Linked DNA regions of Mus musculus: all the other regions are linked to region 3. Evidence: chromatin contacts called from public ChIA-PET, HiChIP or PLAC-seq and promoter capture Hi-C data. All regions are on one chromosome and are shown on one strand. The core of a region is the stretch at or near the end of the contact, and the rest is flanking DNA. Distances in the headings are between cores, read along the strand shown.

Region 1 (2,949 bases), core at 330-2,829, 240 kb after region 3:
TATTCATCCATAAAAAGAGAGGGGCTTTATTTGTTTTTCGTCTATTTATCTGGGGGACAGGGTCTCACTATAATAGTACTCCAGGCTGGCCTCCAACTCACAGTGACCTTACTCAGACACACAAGTGCTGTTATTTTTTTTTTAAAGATTTATTTATTGATTATATGTAAGTACACTGTAGCTGTCTTCAGACACTCCAGAAGAGGGAGTCAGATCTCATTATGGATGGCTGTGAGCCACCATGTGGTTGCTGGGATTTGAACTCTGGACCTTCGGAAGAGCAGTCGGGTGCTCTTACCCACTGAGCCATCTCACCAGCCCACAAGTGCTGTTATTACACATAGTAGGTTTATCAGAAAATACATAGGGTGGAAACACTAAAACTGAGGTTCTCCTTAAAACTTTAAGGAGAGCATGTTCCCCTGCTCCAGCTGTCCCTCGTTCCTCCTGAAGATCTTGTAAATAAATATATATGTATATACATATATATGTGCATACACCACACACACACACACACACACACACACACACACACACACACACACACGTTTAGTTGGGCATGTTGGCCCACGACTTTAGTTCCTGCACTCAGGAGGCAGAGGCAGGTTCCAGGCCGGTCTGGTCTACAGAGTGAGTTCCAGACCAGGCAGAGATACACAGTGAGTCCCTGTCTTTAAACAAATAAATAGCATTTGTGTGTGTGTGTGTGTGTGTGCTCAGTCCATCAGGCTGAGATGGCTCAGTGGGTAAAGGTACTTGCCACCACGTTGGACAATCTGAGTTTGATCCCAGAATCCACAAGACGGAGAGAAGCGAATCCACAAACTCTCATTCATGTGTGCTGTAGCATGTTCATGCTTAACACACACATACAAATAACAGTAAGTAAATGTGAAAGAGTCTATAGGGTTGCAACACGGCTCAGCAGTTAGGAACGCTGACTGCTCCTCCAGAGGACCCAGGTTCAATTCTCAGCATCCACATGGTAGTTCACAACCATCTTTAACTCCAGTTCCATGGGATCTGGTGCCCTCACACAGACATACATGCAAGTAAAATACCAATGCACATAAAATAAAAATAGTTACAAAAAGAATCTACTGACACTCTTTTCATAAATGAGTACCAACGACATGTTTGTATTACTAATTTACAGTACCTAATAAAACAAATGGAACTTGTTGTTTAGGGAAGTTTAGGGAGCCCTGTTTCAAGCACTCAGCCCTAAGGACTTGGGAGAGACCACAGAACTTCTGCTTCCTGGGTAGGGGAGCGCCAGCCACCAATCGTGACAGGTGCACCCCATCAGAGGACGGCTGAGGTTCCTCAACAGCAGCTTTAAACACAGCATTTACAGAAAACGCTTTAGCAGGGGTGTCTCCATATTTTAATGACACTAAGTGATCAAGAGATACTGAAAGGGAAGCAGCCAAACTCCTTAAAGAAGCCGAGAGATGACCTCAAGAGGGTGAGGGCTGGTAAGTGGAAACCTGTACTGTCCGAAAAGTCCACACACGGGCAGCCGTAGTGGCCAAATCGGCCTCAGACCTGACTATCACTGCACTTCCTGTTCCGCCTAGCCGCCAGCGCATGGGTGGAGCCAGGTTCAGCGCATGCGCTAGGAACTCAAGAGCCACTCCGCCCTGCAGTGTCCCCAGATTTTCCGGCAGAGGGCAGCCTTCCCCTTCTCATGGACCTGCTGGCACAGCCAAGGCTGCAGATTTCACCTCTGGTGGACCCGCCCCCAGAAAGCGTCCTGGGGAGCTGAGGCTTCAGGGGGGCTGCAGCAGCAAGATGGCCTCTCACTTTACCCAGGAGAGAGATGGCAATGGAGGTGCAAAAATGCGCTGGGCGCCTATATTTTTTTTCATTACTAACTTATCCTTTGTACCTGAAATAGCACCAACACGTAGATGTTTACTAAGTGTTTACTGATGGAAAAGTGAATGAATGAATACCTGAGTTTATAGTTCAAAGATTTAAGCCACGTCTTGAGTTTTATAGTGGCGAGCGGCCTCAGACAAGCAGTAAGTGGAGTCAGTGGGCATAGGGAGGGCAGTCACAGATCTCTGTCCCAAAGACTCAAGGATCGGCCACTCCGGCCCTCCATTCCACCAGACTGCAGTTTTACACATCCAAAGGTTTGCTCAGAACCCTGTGTACGAGCGCACCATTTTTTTCTGCTCTACAAGAACAGGTGTCTACCCCCAAAAACTAAACCGTCAGATCCTGGATACATAGAAAGACTACCTGATTGGTGGCTCCGGGGGTACCGTTTCTCTTTGGGGATTCTCAGTCCCTGGGGATTTCCTCTGGCTCTGGGGATTTCCAAACTGCCTCTGCCTTTCCAATTTTCCACAAGGCCCAAAGCCCAGGACCTGTCTTGACGGTTTCACCAGGCTCTGCCTCAAATCTCAGGGAGACTTGGGTCTGAGTCTACTAATTACACCGCATTCACTATATTCACATCCCATCCTGTCTGGCTGACATTCGAGAACAAGCACAATGAAGCACTGTGTTCTTTTCATATAAACGACCGCTTTTCTCTATTTCCACAGAAGAATAAAGGAAAACCAGCTTAAGGGCTGGCCACACTGATTTAATAAAGCCCAAGGAAGGTCTTCCAGGGTGTGAAAGCTGGCATCCTCATTCTTAAAGGCAGAGAGGCTCCTTCAGGCACTCTCAGGTTCCCCTAAACAGAGGCGGGGGGTAGGGGGGCACACAGATCCTGTATTTGAAGATCTGTGTGCTCACTTCTTGAGGACCTTCCTGGGCCTGTTTCTAGAACCCTTTGAAGTAACAACAAAGCCAGCCCAGTCCCCACAGAAGCAGGAAGAGGTTTCTGCTTTGCCTACCTGGTCTCCGCCCCCACCCCCACGTGCAGAGCCCGCCAAACCCACTGGGCTTGTGAGCACCTGTGTGTTACCAAGCTGGGCAAGAGTCGCATTT
Region 2 (2,895 bases), core at 287-2,786, 180 kb before region 3:
TATGTAGCCTTGGCTGGCCTAGAACTCACTTATGTAGACCAGGCTAGCCTTGAACTTTTTTTTTTTTTTATTCTTTTTTTTTTTTTTTTTTTTTTAATTAGGTATTTTCCTCGTTTACATTTTCAATGCTATTCCAAAGGTCCCCCATAGCCTTGAACTTTTAAGAGATCTGTCTTCCTCTGCCTCCTTAGTGCTGAGTGAGATTAAAGGCTGCACCATCTCACCCAATTATCATGTTCTTTTCTAAAGCCACCCAGCATTTTCTGGTTTTTCACTTATTAGGTCCATTGTAGCAAATTCCTGCATAGATACTTGTTACTCTCACTAAAGTAGAACAGAGCAAAAGGGATCACAGTGGGGTTAGAAAGCAGGTCAGTTACCTGTGAAAGCTTCATCTAATGGCCTGTAGTGCCAAGCAGCAAATCAGGTACTCTGGATATTCACACTCTACCTTGGTGGGTAGCTGATTGGATACACTTTTCTTTTGGGGTTTTTAATTTTCTTACTTATTTTATGTGTGTGGAGGTTAGAGGATACCTTGTGGGTTCTCTCCTACTGTGTGCATCCTTTCCTGGCCTGCCTCCTTCCTCCATCTCTCTCTCTCTCTCTTCTCTCTCTCTCTCTCTCTCTGATCTATTTACTTTACTTTAGGTTTGACTATTTTGTCTGTGTACTATGTAATGTGTGTACTTGATGCCCTCAGAAGTCAGACTTCTTGTAACTGGAGTTAGGGTTGGTTGTAACTGCTATGTAACTGCATTCTGGTGATTGGATCCGGACCCTCTGTAAAGGCAATAAATACCCTTAACCACTGAGCCATCTCTCCAGCCCCCCACCCCCCAGCTGCTCTCTTCTGTACAAACAAGCTCCTGAATTTTTTTTTCTTATTTGTTATATGTAAATACACTGTCTTCAAGCACACCAGAAGAGGGCACCAGATCTCATTACAGATGGCTGTGAGCCACTATGTGGTTGCTGGGATTTAAACTCGGGACCTTTGGAAGAGCAGTCAGTGCTCTTACTTGCTGAGCCATCTCACCAGCCGGAGCTTCCGAATTTTTAATAGTCCTTTTCTCTATTCTTCAGGTCTGGAACCATTTTGACAGTGGATCATGCCCTGGTCAGGCCATTGGTGTGAAAACACGGCTAGACAATGGCGTCACCGGCTTCATCCCTACCAAATTCCTCAGTGACAAGGTGGTGAAGAGGCCAGAGGAGCGAGTGAAGGTACATGGTGACCGGGCTCAGGAGTCGTGCGCTCTCCGGTTGCCCTGTTGGGCTCCCTAGCTTTGAGCTGCCCCCACCAGAAGTTAGGCTCTGTTCCCAGTGACTGCTGGTGGGGAGAGTAGAAAGGATTTATAATAACTGGAAGAAGCTGGGGAGAGCATCTGAATGAGTAGTGGCTTTTGTCTACTGTTGTAAAGCAGTTTCTGCTGGTTGCCAGCCCTTTGAAAGAGGGTTCCTTCCTGTGTGGGGAGCTGTGCTCTCAGCACATGGCAGGAAGTGAGACCCAACATCACAAACAAGAAAGCTCTGCCTGTTCTCTGTGTTGGGCAGTGTTGCTCAGGAGATTTCAAAGGCTATGTGGCACAGCTCTGTCCATAGATAGACTACCTCTGAGCTTCACAGCGGTGCAGGGCCACACAGAAGGAACCTCCCTCCGAGTGAGAAGTTGGCAGTAAATCTCCTAACTCCCTTCTGTCCTGTCGTCTCCTCCTGAGGCTGCCATGTGCCAGGCTCAGTGACAGACACTCAGTGAGTGTGTGTCCATGTTCTACCCCCAAGCCGTGTGTGTGTGTGTGTGTATGTATGTATGTGTGTGTGTATGTATGTGTGTGTGAGAGAGAGAGACTTGACAGTAACTTTGCCAGAGTTCTAGCTCTAGCTAGACACTCAGTGAATGTACTTAGGTGTCAGAGAGTAACTTTATACCCGAATTGATTCTCTTGGATTTTCTTGGCGGTGAGGAAGGAGCACTACTATTCTGTAGCCTCAGCCATAACTTGCTGTGTAGACTATATAGAGATCTACCGGCCTCTGCCTCCTACATGCTGGGATTAAAAGCATGCACTACTAGATCCAGTTCTACCTTAGTTTTGATGATACTTGTCTGGCTTTTAATGTAGGGTCCAAGGATCAAATTCAGATCTCCAGGCACTGAAGAGATGCCTCTGTGGTTAAGAACATTGGCTATTGAATGTAGTTTTTCCCCCTGTGTGAAGGAGCAGCCACAGCCCCATCAGAATAGGAGGAAAAGTCTAGAAGTATCTCAAGGTTTATCTTTTTGTATATGAAAATAAATAATAATTAAAAAAAAAAAAAGAACATTGGCTATTCTTCCAAAGGTCTTGAGTTCAATTCCCAGCACTCACATGGCAGCTTACAACTGTCTATAATTGTTGTTCCATGAAATTCTATGCCTTCTTCTGGTATGCTGATATATACTCAGACAAAGCATTCTTATGCATAATGTGCATAAATAAATAAATCTTTAAAAAAAAAATTCAGGGGCTGGAGAAATGGCTCCACAGTTAAGAGCACTGACTGCTATTCCAGAGGTCCTGAGTTCATTTCCCAGCAACCACATGGTGGCTCACAACCATCTGTAATGGGATCTGATGCTCTCTTCTGGTGTGTTTGAAGAGAGTGACAGGGTACTCACATACATAAATAATATTAAAAAGCCGGGCAGTGGTGGTGCACTCCTTTAATCCCAGCACTCAGGAGGCAGAGGCAGGCGGATTTCTGAGTTCGAGGCCAGCCTGGTCTACAAAGTGAACTCCAGGACAGCCAGGGCTATATAGAGAAACCCTGTGGGGGTGGGGGGGTGTTTCAGATCTCTGGTTATAAGTACCAAATTCATGGGAATAAAATACTCTGTTTTCAGGGGTAAGA
Region 3 (2,835 bases), core at 283-2,782:
ATCAGGTGAGTCCCCAGGGTTTGATTCCTAGCACCATAAGCACACTCACACAGAATCAACAAGCTGGGTGTGGTGACTGAATGCCTGTAATCGCATCATCGGGGGGTACCAAGTCAAACCTCTCTTTCAAAACAAACACAGAGGTTGTTCAACAGTTAAGGGCACATATTCATTTCCTAGTGCCCACGTCAAATGGCTCACAACCATCTGTAACTCCAGCTCCAAGATATTTCAACACCTGTGAGGCCTTTTCAGGTACCTGTACTCACCTGTGCATGTCCAGACAGATAGGCAGACAAGGCACTGACACACGCACACATACAACTTAAAAAAAATTTAACCTAAAAAGATAAACCTCAAACAAACAAACAAACAAACAAACAAAAACACTAAGCCTCCCCACCCCCCAACAAAACAAACTGGAAATTCAAGCCTACTCAAACCATTATGTGGCTCCAAAAGCCATCTTTAGGTATGGATGAGGAGGGAGACAAGACTGGGCTTTAGGATGCCAAAAGTTAGCCTCTGTGCTTTTCCTTCTGACTCCAGCCAAGACTCCTGGTCTTCAACAAGATCATATGTCTCTCGCTTTAGTAGGGTCCTGGTTACAGACTGTGAGGATGTCTCAGGAAAGGGATTGATTTTGAAATCCAAACAACAACGCTGAGAGCTATGTTTGGGGCCCAGTGGATTTATTATATCTCCCCAAGAATGGCATCTATAAGCCTTGGCTCGGGGCTTCTACCTCCCCTTTTGGCAGCCAGCCTTGTGAATTCTGCACACAGGCTGAAAATCAGTGCTGATGCTGGGAAGAGGTTACAGTTGCGAGCTTGCATGCAACAGGGTCCTTGGTGCCTTGAGCTACCTCCTATGACATTCCAAATACACCACCTAAAAGAAATATCAGCTATAAGGCTTCCTACGCTACCGTCCCCCCAAAGCCCCATCTGGTCAAATCTAGAGCTTGCTGCATTTTGTAATCTAGAGCGGTACAGGCCACAGCCGGGTTACCCAACTGTAGAGGCCGCACCCGCGTTTGCAGGGCGGGTGATGGCAGTAATTCCTGGCAAGCCCTAGCCTGCTCGGAATTAACGGGTCTGCCTCACCCGGAAAAGAGGGACCCGTGCCTCAGGCCCCTCCCGGACAGGCACCTGCCTTCCAGAGCTGCGAGTCCCAGCACTGGAACCCACAAACCTTAGAAACCCCTAAACCCACCATGGAGCAGAGGAAGGGTCAGCGCCTGAGGCCGTGCTGTGGGAGGGAGGACCGCTCTCCGGAGGGCTGGCTCAGGTGCGTCCGAGGGACCCGCACCCCACGCCGGCCCTTTCCCACCCCTCGCCTTCTCCTCACCTGAGACCACCAGCGCCTCGTTGGGGCCCACCGTGTGGCAGTTGCCCATGGCGCCGTTGGCAGGCCAGCAGGCCTTGGGTCCGCAGCGACCGGGAGGGCTGTGGCGGGTCCGCAGCGCCGGCCGCGCCCAGCCTATCCCGCCTCCCCCAGCCCCGCCCGCCTGCGCCCCTCTGCGGCCGCGGCCCCGCCGGAAGTGTAGCGGCGGAGGGCGGGGCCGGCATGTGGAAAGAGGCGGGAGCCAGAGCATCCACAGTCAGCTCGCTTTATTCCAGGGGGTTTGGCCCTGTAGCACCTTTGGGGCACCTCAGTTGTATCACAGTTACTACTGCGTCACCTCGGGCACCGGCCCTAGGGCAGACTCCCGGGCTCAAAACCCCAGTTCCTGCCCTGACTTAGTCCTTTCCCAATTCCGCCTCCATAAAAATGGGGGTAAATTCACTACCTAGCTAGAAAGTTGCCAAGGGCTGAATTCAGTCAGTAATTAATGTTTAACATCTGCAGTGCATCAACCACAAAGTCTCCGGCCCTTTCCCTGGGCAGATCACTACTCAGGGAAGGGCTCAGAAATCTGAAAATCAAATTCCAGAGCAACACAGTATCTCATATATCATCCCTGAATCTGGGGTTACAGTGTCTCTTAGGAAGTAGTATTCATTTCCTTTCACAAGGAAAAGGGCTGTTCAGGACATGACAAGAGGTTCCGAGGTAAATGTGGCAACCCTTCAGTGCCCAGGCACACAACTGAGATTTTTGAGGGATCCCACTGGGCTACAAAAGCATTCTATCCCGGGGGTTAGGAAAGTTAGGGTGTAGGTTCATCCTTCACCTGAATTCTTCGCTGTGTCAATTTGGATAAGTCTTGCGAGCCCTGATAGCTATGAGAAGGTCCAGAAACTGTGGTTTTCTCAGGGCTGGGGGCGCTCTGAGAAGATGGGGCCCTGGGATCCTCAGGTTCCGGCTCTTCATCAGGGTCATCATCATCGTCTCCAGGTGCAAGCCCTGCCAACTTCTTGGTAGCTTTCCATAGCCTTTGAGCAGCCTGGTCATCTCTAGCAGCTGGGGAGACCTCCTCCACGTGGCAGTTGGCAAAATATCTCCCGCTGAGGGGCTCAATGCCCTCCTGCAGAGCGCAGTACAGGGGTGTCTGGGCACCCCCTTGAGGTGCCCGGAGCACCAGCCAAGCCAGTGGGCGCAAAATAGGACGCAGCCATCCAGGAAGATGACGCAGGAAGAGCTCCGAGTTCACAGGTCCTGTGGGCAGGAAGAAAGAGGATTTGTGGAGGAAGGCAATGGGGGCCCAGGCATCAGGCAGGGAAAAAAACCAGCTAGGATCAGACGGTAGAATCTGCTTCCAGGGAAAGTGTCTACCAGGTATTCAGGGGCCCCACAAGGTGATTTAACCCATTTCCTACAGAAAGCCTTCCTACCAGCCTAACGGCCTGTATAGTCCCATCTCCTAGGCTGTGCTTATGTGTGTTCTATGTT
Region 4 (2,700 bases), core at 199-2,698, 160 kb before region 3:
ATGCAGGGCCTCCCCTGTGGCGCTCAAATCCTAAAGCTATTCCAGTAAAGGCCTGTGCCTAGGCCAGGCTCAAACTGCACTGGACTCCTTTCCTCCTGTCACTCTAGCAGGCTTTATGCAAGGCTGAAGCCTGTTTGCCTTCCACTAATACTCCTAATAGATGTTGACAACATCAGCTGTTTGGGAGGGAAAACAGGAAGGATCAACGAGAAGTGGGATTTGGAGAGATAGTCTGCCTCTTTGTCCAAAGAGGACAGAGGGGAGCGGTGATCAAGGCAGTCGGTCCAGAGCTCCTGTGGCAGAATGAAGATGGTAATAGCTTGAAAGGAAGAGAAAAGCATGTGGTCTCTTCGTTGGGACAGGTAGCAGGGACCTAACTCAAAATGCACATTTATTTGTAGAGGATCCTCCTTATCCTGCAAAACCCCTCCCTTCCTTTGAGGCCCAGAGGACAGGCACTAGAGCAGCCAAAAGAATGTGTGTGGAGGGACAAAAAAAAAAAAAAAAAAGCCGGTCAGTGGTGGCGCATGCCTTTAGTCCCAGCACTTGGGAGGCAGAGGCAGGGGGGATTTCTGAGTTCAAGGCCAGCCTGGTCTACAGAGTGAGTTCCAGGACAGCCAAGACTATACAGAGAAACCATGTCCCGAAAAAAAACGAAAAAACAAAACAAAACAAAACAAAAGGTGTGTGGAGGGAAGAAAGAAAGAAAAAGGAAGAGAGAGCGAGAGCGAGAGAGCGCGAGAGAGCGAGCGAGAGAGCGAGAGAGCGAGAGAGCGAGAGAGCGAGAGAGAGAGAGAGAGAGAGAAAGAGAGCGAGCGAGAGAGCGAGAGAGCGAGAGCGAGAGAGAGAGAGAGAGAGAGAGAGAGAGAGAGAGGAGAGTGCAAGAGAGGCCAGTGAGCCCTGTTCTGGGAAATGTCTCCTAGCTAGGCACTTGGAGGTGATTATGATGTCACTTGTGGAATACTCAGACGCTTTCCCACCCTCAAGGTCAATGGAACTGGCCGCCCAGCCCTGGAGCCCAGATGAGCATTGGGCCAAGGGTTCTACCGAACCCTAGCGCCTTTGGGGCGGTAGCCCAGGCCAGAGGTTGCAGCCTAATGCTCAAGAGCTGAGCCTGGGTCGGGAGGAAGCCAAGTCAAGCAAACTTCCAGAGCCACGCCCAGCCACGCCCCCATCCTTCTGCCCCGCCCCTTACCAGTTCTCTCGGTTCTCTCAATTTTGCGGCCAGACCTTTCCTCAGTCCATCTTTTAACCGTTATTGTCGTCCTGACCCACATCGCTGTCAGCCCAGTTCTTCCACAGGACCCTACCTCGCAGAGTTCAACGTTGAACCTCAGCTTGGTCGAGCCCTCGGCCCAGCTGTAAGCTCCAGTCCAGCCCCTAGCTCCGCCTCATGCTTGCCCAACCCCCCGCCCGCCTCCCCCCCTCAGGTCTTCCAGCCCGGGTCTAAGCGTCAGTCGGGTTCTTCATCCGGGATCTCCAGCTCCTTCCAGTCCCTTCGTCACACCCTTAACGCCAGTACGGGCTTTTACCTTTACCTTACAGACCCAGCACTCAGTCCCATACTTAGCACCTTGCTGGTCCCTGCTTCTAGAAAACTCTAGCCCAGAGCCCCGCCCACAACAGTTGCTGGCCCCGCCCCTTCCAAATTCAAGCTCTAGCACCAGGACCGCCACGCCTTCTGGAGGTTAGCCAGGGACCAATCTTCATGAACGTATGTCCTTGCAGGTATCCTGGCTTTGCGTCTCCTTGGTGACAAGTCCCTCCTCCACTGTGTATAGTACACCCTAAAGCCCCCTAACCCCGGATCGCCAGACCCATCCCCCTCAGATCTACCCTTCAGATTTCCTCCCAATCCCTAGGCCCCACAGTGCCCTATTTTCCTGTTGAGAAAGTAAGGTGACTTACATTCGTGGTAACTCCATCCCAGTAGGAAACCTTCACGTTGCTCAAACACAGCGTCCACACTTCACTCGTATATCACACACGATGACGCCAAAAGTCTACACAGATCTAACATAAGAAGTACATGTGTGCGGGGTGGTGGTGGCGCACGCCTTTAATCCCAGCAACTCGGGAGGCAGAGGCAGGCTGATTTCTGAGTTCGAGGCCAGCCTGGTCTACAGAGAGAGTTCCAGGACAGCCAGGGCTACACAGAGAAACCCAGTCTCGAAAAACAAAAACAAAACAAAACAAAAAAGTATATGTGCAACTGTCCTATACATGCACCTCATGGGACTACACATTCGGGCAGGCCCCTGGGAGAACTGAGTATTGAGGTGACTTCTCACATGCACACTGGGTTAACCAACTCTGTACAAGACGATGTGAATGAATGAGAGCTGCTTCACAGATATCCCTCACGTCACATCTCTCAGTTTACCTCCAATCAGCTTCCAAAGCCAGAATAGGTGTACCTCAAAAAGCAGAGGATAGGCTGGCCATGGTGATGTTTGCCTTTAATCCACACACTTGCAGGTAGATCTCTGAGTTCGAGGCCAGCTTGATTTTCATCGTGAGCTCCAGGAGAGCCAAGATCAGGACTCAAAAAAAAAAAAGAGGGGGGGGGGTAGGGGAGAAAGCCGGATGTGGTGGCATGGGCCTGTGTGCCTTTGTTGGGAGGCAGAGGCAGGCAGATCTCTGAGTTTCAGGTCACCTGGGGCTGACCATGAAACCCTGTTTCAAAAATAAATAAATATA

The links. ChIA-PET counts read pairs in DNA pulled down with a chosen protein or histone mark. HiChIP or PLAC-seq counts read pairs in DNA pulled down with a chosen protein or histone mark. Capture Hi-C pulls out chosen DNA fragments and counts their contacts.
Region 1: a contact with region 3 is called in an HNF4G HiChIP or PLAC-seq map of pancreatic cancer cells. The contact joins the enhancer-like site here to the promoter of Flot2 in region 3. A contact is called at or near these places in 2 of 484 Hi-C or Micro-C datasets (B cells and embryonic stem cells), 3 of 115 datasets of contacts at active chromatin or transcription factors (effector CD8 T cells, extraembryonic endoderm stem cells and pancreatic cancer cells) and 3 of 9 other capture datasets (adipose tissue, liver and pancreatic islet).
Region 2: an RNA polymerase II ChIA-PET map of effector CD8 T cells shows a contact between it and region 3, with 6 read pairs. The contact joins the enhancer-like site here to the promoter of Flot2 in region 3. A contact is called at or near these places in 5 of 39 promoter capture datasets (cranial neural crest, embryonic stem cells, liver and 2 more), 5 of 484 Hi-C or Micro-C datasets (bone marrow-derived macrophages, common lymphoid progenitors and embryonic stem cells), 5 of 115 datasets of contacts at active chromatin or transcription factors (effector CD8 T cells, embryonic basal ganglia, embryonic stem cells and 2 more) and 4 of 9 other capture datasets (adipose tissue, embryonic stem cells, liver and 1 more).
Region 4: a contact with region 3 is called in a promoter capture Hi-C map of adipose tissue. The contact joins the promoter of Proca1 here to the promoter of Flot2 in region 3. A contact is called at or near these places in 27 of 39 promoter capture datasets (the 3T3-L1 cell line, the C10 cell line, the HPC-7 cell line and 18 more), 1 of 15 datasets of contacts at CTCF or cohesin (large pre-B cells), 10 of 484 Hi-C or Micro-C datasets (CD8 T cells, bone marrow-derived macrophages, double positive thymocytes and 6 more), 27 of 115 datasets of contacts at active chromatin or transcription factors (the 230-238 cell line, the HPC-7 cell line, bone marrow-derived macrophages and 19 more) and 3 of 9 other capture datasets (adipose tissue, liver and pancreatic islet).

Annotation. Positions count from the first base shown.
Region 1 is chr11:77,792,076-77,795,024 of GRCm38.p6, reverse strand. All of the region lies in intron 1 of Myo18a (myosin XVIIIA), which reads right to left. Among named protein-coding and RNA genes, the nearest start is that of Gm10277, 4.9 kb to the right of the region's middle. Within about 2 kb of position 1,579, at least 277 of the 459 cell types and tissues checked have an H3K27ac peak or open chromatin away from gene starts, as enhancers often do. A contact at or near this core is called in B cells, adipose tissue, effector CD8 T cells and 2 more, where this site is marked.
Region 2 is chr11:78,214,537-78,217,431 of GRCm38.p6, reverse strand. Supt6 (SPT6, histone chaperone and transcription elongation factor) reads left to right here. Exons shown (of 37, transcript NM_009297.2): 28 at 1,087-1,227. Among named protein-coding and RNA genes, the nearest start is that of Proca1, 21 kb to the right of the region's middle. Within about 2 kb of position 1,536, at least 63 of the 459 cell types and tissues checked have an H3K27ac peak or open chromatin away from gene starts, as enhancers often do. A contact at or near this core is called in effector CD8 T cells, where this site is marked.
Region 3 is chr11:78,036,628-78,039,462 of GRCm38.p6, reverse strand. Flot2 (flotillin 2) reads right to left here and starts at 1,532. Exons shown (of 11, transcript NM_001040403.2): 1 at 1,351-1,532. The coding sequence starts at 1,399. Dhrs13 (dehydrogenase/reductase (SDR family) member 13) reads right to left here. Exons shown (of 5, transcript NM_183286.2): 5 at 1,599-2,601. The coding sequence ends at 2,153.
Region 4 is chr11:78,193,450-78,196,149 of GRCm38.p6, reverse strand. Proca1 (protein interacting with cyclin A1) reads right to left here and starts at 1,448. Exons shown (of 4, transcript NM_001368876.1): 1 at 1,196-1,448. The coding sequence starts at 1,277.